Regions from separate parts of the Mus musculus genome. Here region 1 is linked to region 2. A link is a contact called in public Hi-C data. All regions are on one chromosome and are shown on one strand. Each heading gives the region's core, a stretch centred on a gene start, on an enhancer-like site or on the middle of the called end of the contact. The rest is flanking DNA. Distances are from core to core; before and after follow the strand shown. Region 1 overlaps Plekhm3 (pleckstrin homology domain containing, family M, member 3). Region 2 holds the start of Fzd5 (frizzled class receptor 5).

Region 1 (3,203 bases), core at 567-3,066, 140 kb before region 2:
TTGATACTTCAGGTTTCCTGTGGCCTTTAAAGACACATGCTCCATGATACACATGTCATCCTTACTGTCTGTACTTGGAACTTCACCTGGAAACTTTGCTTTAAGATTCACTAGGAGATGGTTACAGGCTTCCTTTACTTTTTGTTCCTGTCACCCGTTGGGTCTGGCTTCTCATCACCTGTTTTTCTAGTTTGCTAACTGGGACTCCTGTCTGCCCTGGGTCCCCTGACTAGTCCAGATTACAGCCATTCAGCCATAGAGTAGACTGACTAGACTGCAGCATATCATAGCACGCCTGGTTGGCCATCTGATACCTGTGACCTGGCCATAACCTACATGTATAGCTTCATCTTTCACTTGGCACTTGGTGGGTCGTAGACACCCCAGTCAAAATCAAATGTTCATTTCCTTGATAAACCATCCACCGCTCCCACCTACAGGCCACTCTAACTCTAGGTGACCTCAGACGCTTCCTCTTCTTGTCTTCGTTCAGTGATATCTTCCAACAGTGATCATCTGGACCACTCAGTTGATGCTTAGGTGCCTGGGTGACTTACATCTCTTCAGGCTCCTTTCCTATCTTGCTGACTCCTGGAAGGCTCTGAGAGGACAAGATTCTTCTGCTCTGTCTTGGAGACTAAGATAGAAGTGTGCATCAGTTGGTTGTACAACAAGAGCTTATGAATCATTAAAGTTATGTCATCTCATGTTTTTCAGAATTATTTACAATTATTGGGATTTTTATCCATAAGAGGGACTTTCCCAGAAATCTATATTTTTCTTTCTAGCAGTCTTTGAGGCACACAGGTCAAAGGAGGAAAGGACAGAGCCAGAGAGGCTCTCTGACTTGCCAACAGTGAAAGGCTGGTGAGCAGCAGAGTCCAACTGGAGCCATGTTTTCTCATCGTAGATCACTGCTTCTTGCCTAATGAATGATAGTGATGTCTGGAGGTCTCCATACTCTCTTACCATGTGTTTTAGACAAGGCCTTTCTATGTGGCTGGCTCACTGTGTAGACTAGACTGACCTTGAACTGGTAGTCACCCACCTGCCACTGCCTCCCAGATGTTTACAGTCACTCCAGGCTCATGCTCCTGAGAGGACTCTCTTTCATGCCTCCTGAAGACTTGATTGAGGTCCTTTAGAAGAGTGTGAAGAAAGATGAAGAGGTAGATGGGAGGTAAGATGGCTGGCTGGTCCAGGCCTGGGATCGGCAACAGGCAGTCGTTCCTGGGGGGCCAGGCAGGACAACTGGCTTAGTGCCAGCAAATGCTTTTTCTATAGGTCACAGTTTGCCAGACCTTTCTATTTTCCAGACCTAGATACTTAAAATAGAAGTATAGCAGTATCCACAGGGTTGCTTCAAGTGTACCTCTAGCCAAAACAGATACTAAAAACTAATTATTATTTCTCACTACCATTTCATATAAGAATATAGTAATACTAAAAAAACACAAAGGCAAACAGCCTCAGAAGTCAAACACATTTTAAAAAGAAAATCAATTTTAAAAGCTTTCTAGTGTATCTGTCGCCCTCACCCCACCCCATTTTACCTTAGACCACCAAACACATCACCAACTGTTGGACAAGCTTTTCTTAAATCCTATGTTTCTCTTGTGAGCGCTCGAATCTTTGGGTTCTGGGAATTTTGCATGGCTGCTTGAGTATTTCCCATAATCCCGTGTGAGTTGGGTCTTGATATGTCTAGTAAATCTGAATGGCCACTGTGAAGTAAACCTGAACTGTTCTTTCCCGTGCTGCTTGGGGGCAATCTACACTCTCAAGCCTGTGTTCCTGGTGACTCAGCAGTGCTGGGTCATGTGTCAGGAAAGGAAGTTAGGCCTATTGTTTTAAGTTCCCTCTCTGACTGGTTGTTCTGCAGCAGCACACTGACTTGACTTTCGCCTTCTTCCTAATTCTCCTTTTCCTGTTTCACATTTTATTTGAATGGTGAGTATATCCAGGGTGAGTTCCCACTGAAATGTTAGTTTTGCTAAGCAATGGGCTCTTTCTGTCATGAAGATTGCCATTTTTATTAACATTATCCCGTCAAACTCGTATCTTGGCCCCTTACTGTTTTACCCAGAGCTACTCTGCTTTTCTAGTGAGGTCACTGAAGTGTGAAGCTAAGTGCAGCTGGTGAAGGGGTCTTTTCACTTTTAATATCATCTCAAGTTTACCTACGTCCAAACCAAGCTCATAAAATCTCTGTCCCACCTCCTATTGCAGACTACCCGCTTCCTATATCACTTAAGAACACCTCTGTTCCAAGCCATACACCTTCCTCTTGGCAGACTGACAGCTTCAACCTCAAACCATGTCTCCTCTTTCCACTGTCAGTGCTACCACCAAGGTCCAAGGCTCGGTAGTGTTCTTCTGGACTATTGCAGTCACTGGTCCCCTGCGGCAGTCTGTTCTTAGGATTCTGGCTGCAGCTAATGTGCAGATTAGATGATGTCACTTCTGGCCCAACTGATGTAATAACTTTACCTTTCACTCCGAGTCGAAGCCAAAGCTGTGCACAGTCTTATCCCCATTAGTCTCTGTCTCACCTCCCACCACTTCCTGCCTCTGTTCCAGTCACACTGGCCTTTCTGCTGGTCCTTGATCATACTAAGAGGGCTCCTGCCTGAGTTTCTATACCACCTGCTTGTTCTTCTAGGTCTTTATGCAGCCATCTCTTTATAGAACCATGCCCGACTGTATTTTAAATTACAACCAGTATGCAACTTAATATCCCTGCCTCCTCCTCCACCCTTCCCTCCTGTCTTCTTTCATTGCCTATTCATAGATGGCATGGTATGGTGTTTTGTCTGTCTCCCTGTCTTAAAGTACAAAGTTGTCCTTTGTTCCATGTATACTTCTGCTCTTTCCCTCTTACACTGGATCATAGTTTTTTATCTGTATTGCTCACTGCTGTATCCCCAGGGCCTGGAACAGCGCCTGATACAGAGTGGAGACTAATAAATACTTGTTGGATAAGTTCATTAAGCAGATAAACTATTGTTACTAAGATTTTGGCAACTTCATTTGGTCAAACTGGGTTTTGCTTAATACAATATATATGATTCATTGTAGAAAAATAAAATAAAACAGCACCTACTATTCTGAGCTTGTTTTCTAGATTTTTCTCTCTGTAAATGCTTCTTTCTCATTAAAATGGTTGCGGGTGTGTTGTTTGTCATGTAATTATGTCACTTAGT
Region 2 (2,847 bases), core at 165-2,664:
CCACAACGCCTTGCTGATAAACTGAAGATGGCTTTTCAGCCCGTACAGACGGCACAGAAGACAATAACAACCCAACAGATCTCAGTCAGTGAGGCCAGTTCAGAGTCCTTCAAGTACTCCTATGCCCTCCCCTACTTCAAATCCCTCCCACTCCCCTCCCCCAGCGGAAGGAGGAGTGAAGGAGCAGTCTACAATTTAAAGCCTCTTCATAAGCGTGTGAACGAATTTCAAGCATGCTAAACACCTCGGTCTCCCAGCCTAATTAGAACTCGTAGAAGAGAGGCATTTGTGGGACATTTAAAACTTGGAGTATACTAACCCATCAGGAGAGCGCCACTGCGTGTCCCTGCGTTGACTGTGCGCAGCAGGTCTTTTCACGGTTCCCACTGCCCCAGTACGCCCCGGTTATCCGGTCTCAACCTCGCCAGAGTGCACAGCAGCCAACCCTGGGGGACCAAGCACCCTGAGCTGTACACTGCTCCAGTTCAAGAGTTTTTCTCTGTGGGCAAATTCGGATCTGCCAGGGATTATAAACCGCAACTGCTAAGGACTAACGTCTCTAGAGACTTCCAAAACTGGAAAGAAATTCATTCTCTTGTCACAAGGACAAGATTTTGTTATATATAAAAGGGCAAAGCCTGGGAAATATCGATATTTCTAAGGGAGGGGTGAGTGGTAAAGATTGTGAACTCTGCTGCCCAGCTTCTGGTTTGGGATTCCAGGTCAGAGCGCCTATTGTGTGCCAGGAGCTCGCACAGGGAGGGGCACAAGTTTGTCAACGTCTCTGCTGTCTTGTTAGCTCAGCTGTGTAGGTCAAGTTCTGAGGTGTTCTGGCCTCAGAATCCTACGGTATCCAGATCGCGTATCAAGGTGTAAACGATTAACTAACACGAGGTTGCTCATTAAGTACTAGCACGTCTGTCACCTAGCACAAGGCAGCTTAGAAAGAGGACAGGTGGCACAACCGAATTGACCTCTCATCCCTTTAAACAAGCGCCAGACCTCGATAAGGACACTCAGCTGGAGAGAGGTGGCCTGGTGGAGGCCCTGGAAGCCGGCGTTCAGAGAACAGAGCCCTCAGGAAAGTGAGCACCATCCTGGTGAACCACCGCAGAGAACTCCAGAAGGACTTGGGGCCAGGTTTCCCGCCCGGGTTCTCTGGGAGGACTCATTAGCATTGACCCCGCCCTCGTAACTTCCCGGTCCACTATTGGCCGACGCTCTTCCGCTGCCCGCTCCGGGCGGGGCCGCGGGGCGCTCGCGGAGAGGCCAGGACAGCGGGGCGGTGGGCGGGGACCCGGAGAGCGATTCGTGGGACGGCCCAGCTCGGGGCAGGGCGGGAGGGGGCGGGAGGGGCGGTCCCGGGGCGGGGCCTCCCGGCGGGCATTAGAGGCAGGTGACCCGGGCGGGGCGGGAGAGGGCAGTCAGCCTGCGGCCGCGACTTGTCCTCTGCCGTCGCGCACAGCTCGGAGCTCCCTGGAGGTGGGCGAAAGAGTGCGAGAGCGCGGGGGAGGAGCCGAGCGGGGCGCGTCCCGAGAGCGCCGCCACCGCCCCCCGGAGTCTGCTGGAGCGCGGAGCCCCCTGCAGGGGAGGCGGCGAGCGGCTGGCGGGACGCGGCGGCGGGTGCGGACTATGCAGTCCCCGCCCGACCAGCGCTGGCTGCTCGCTGTGCTGTGAGGTGGCGGGGTCCCCTCCGGCTGCCGCACCCCTCCGCGCAGTTCAAGTGCTGCCCGGCGCCCTTGCCCTTCGTCCCGGCCCCGGGACGCCGGTGGAAGGCACGGCCTGCCCCTGCCTTGCTCTGCCCGAATCATGCAGGGGGCCCCGAAGGAAGAGAAGGCGAGTGACCGGCCCGCGCCGCCCATGGTCGAGGGGCGCCCTGCTCTCTGAAACGCCCTCCACCTGCTGCCATGTGTCGCCGCCACAGGTACCTAGCTTGTCGTTAAACTTTCCCAGCTCTGGCCCGATTCGGAGTCGCGCGACTGAGGAGCCCGGCTGGTCGCAGACATCTGCCGCCCAGCAGGATCCTCCGAGGTGAGAGCCCGCGTCTTCCCAGTTCACCCGGTTCCTCTGCCCCCATCTCGGGGACTGAGCTCTCTGGCCCCAGGCACAGCCTGCAGGGCCGGGCCAGAAAAGAGAGGCGGGCGCGGGCAGTGGGGTGGAGGGGGTGGGGGCGTCTGAAGTTTGGTTCTAGGAGGAGGGGAGGAAAGGAGTTAATCTTGAGATTGGAGCTGGTTTGCGGAGACCAAGTGGTTGGCGCTCCTCTAAGAGGAGTGGTTGCGATTTTTCTTTTCCCCTACCTTCTCTTTTAAGAGTTCTGTCCTTGGAGTCGGAGCCCTAATCATCCCTCCAGCCCTATCTGGTGTGGAACTGAGTGCTGCCGGCGGAGGCAGCGCCTTCCAGAAACAGTTTATCTTTGGACGGATTTCTTTAAGAGAAAAAGAAACCAACAGGTTGCCAGCCCGGGCGTCACACTCAAGACTCCGGAGAGGGAAGCCCCGGCCGCAGATTCGTCGGCCAACGCAGACCCTCTCAGGCAGCGGGAGGCAAAGGGAAGAAGGAGACGATGGCTCGACCCGACCCGTCTGCGCCTCCCTCTCTTCTGCTGCTGTTGCTGGCGCAGCTGGTGGGCCGGGCAGCGGCCGCCTCCAAGGCCCCGGTGTGCCAGGAAATCACGGTGCCCATGTGCCGAGGCATCGGCTACAACCTGACGCACATGCCCAACCAGTTCAACCATGACACGCAGGACGAAGCAGGCCTGGAGGTGCACCAATTCTGGCCGCTTGTGGAGATCCACTGCTCACCGGACCTGCGCTTCTTCCTGTGCTCTATGTACACGCCCATCTGTTT

What was found. Hi-C and Micro-C count contacts between places; a contact is called where the count stands out from the background.
Region 1: a Hi-C map of the N1E-115 cell line shows a contact between it and region 2, with 5 times the contacts expected there. The contact joins the enhancer-like site here to the promoter of Fzd5 in region 2. A contact is called at or near these places in 15 of 39 promoter capture datasets (the 3T3-L1 cell line, the C10 cell line, the HPC-7 cell line and 10 more), 1 of 15 datasets of contacts at CTCF or cohesin (pro-B cells), 9 of 484 Hi-C or Micro-C datasets (the HPC-7 cell line, the N1E-115 cell line, adipose-derived mesenchymal stem cells and 6 more), 15 of 115 datasets of contacts at active chromatin or transcription factors (the HPC-7 cell line, T-cell acute lymphoblastic leukemia, acute myeloid leukemia and 7 more) and 5 of 9 other capture datasets (adipose tissue, bone marrow-derived macrophages, liver and 2 more).

What each region holds. Positions count from the first base shown.
Region 1 is chr1:64,875,099-64,878,301 of GRCm38.p6, reverse strand. The region is part of intron 5 of Plekhm3 (pleckstrin homology domain containing, family M, member 3); the gene reads left to right. Among named protein-coding and RNA genes, the nearest start is that of Gm51628, 10 kb to the left of the region's middle. Within about 2 kb of position 1,816, at least 96 of the 459 cell types and tissues checked have an H3K27ac peak or open chromatin away from gene starts, as enhancers often do. A contact at or near this core is called in the HPC-7 cell line, the N1E-115 cell line, T-cell acute lymphoblastic leukemia and 8 more, where this site is marked.
Region 2 is chr1:64,736,317-64,739,163 of GRCm38.p6, reverse strand. Fzd5 (frizzled class receptor 5) reads left to right here and starts at 1,414. Exons shown (of 2, transcript NM_022721.3): 1 at 1,414-2,031; 2 at 2,311-2,847. The coding sequence starts at 2,564.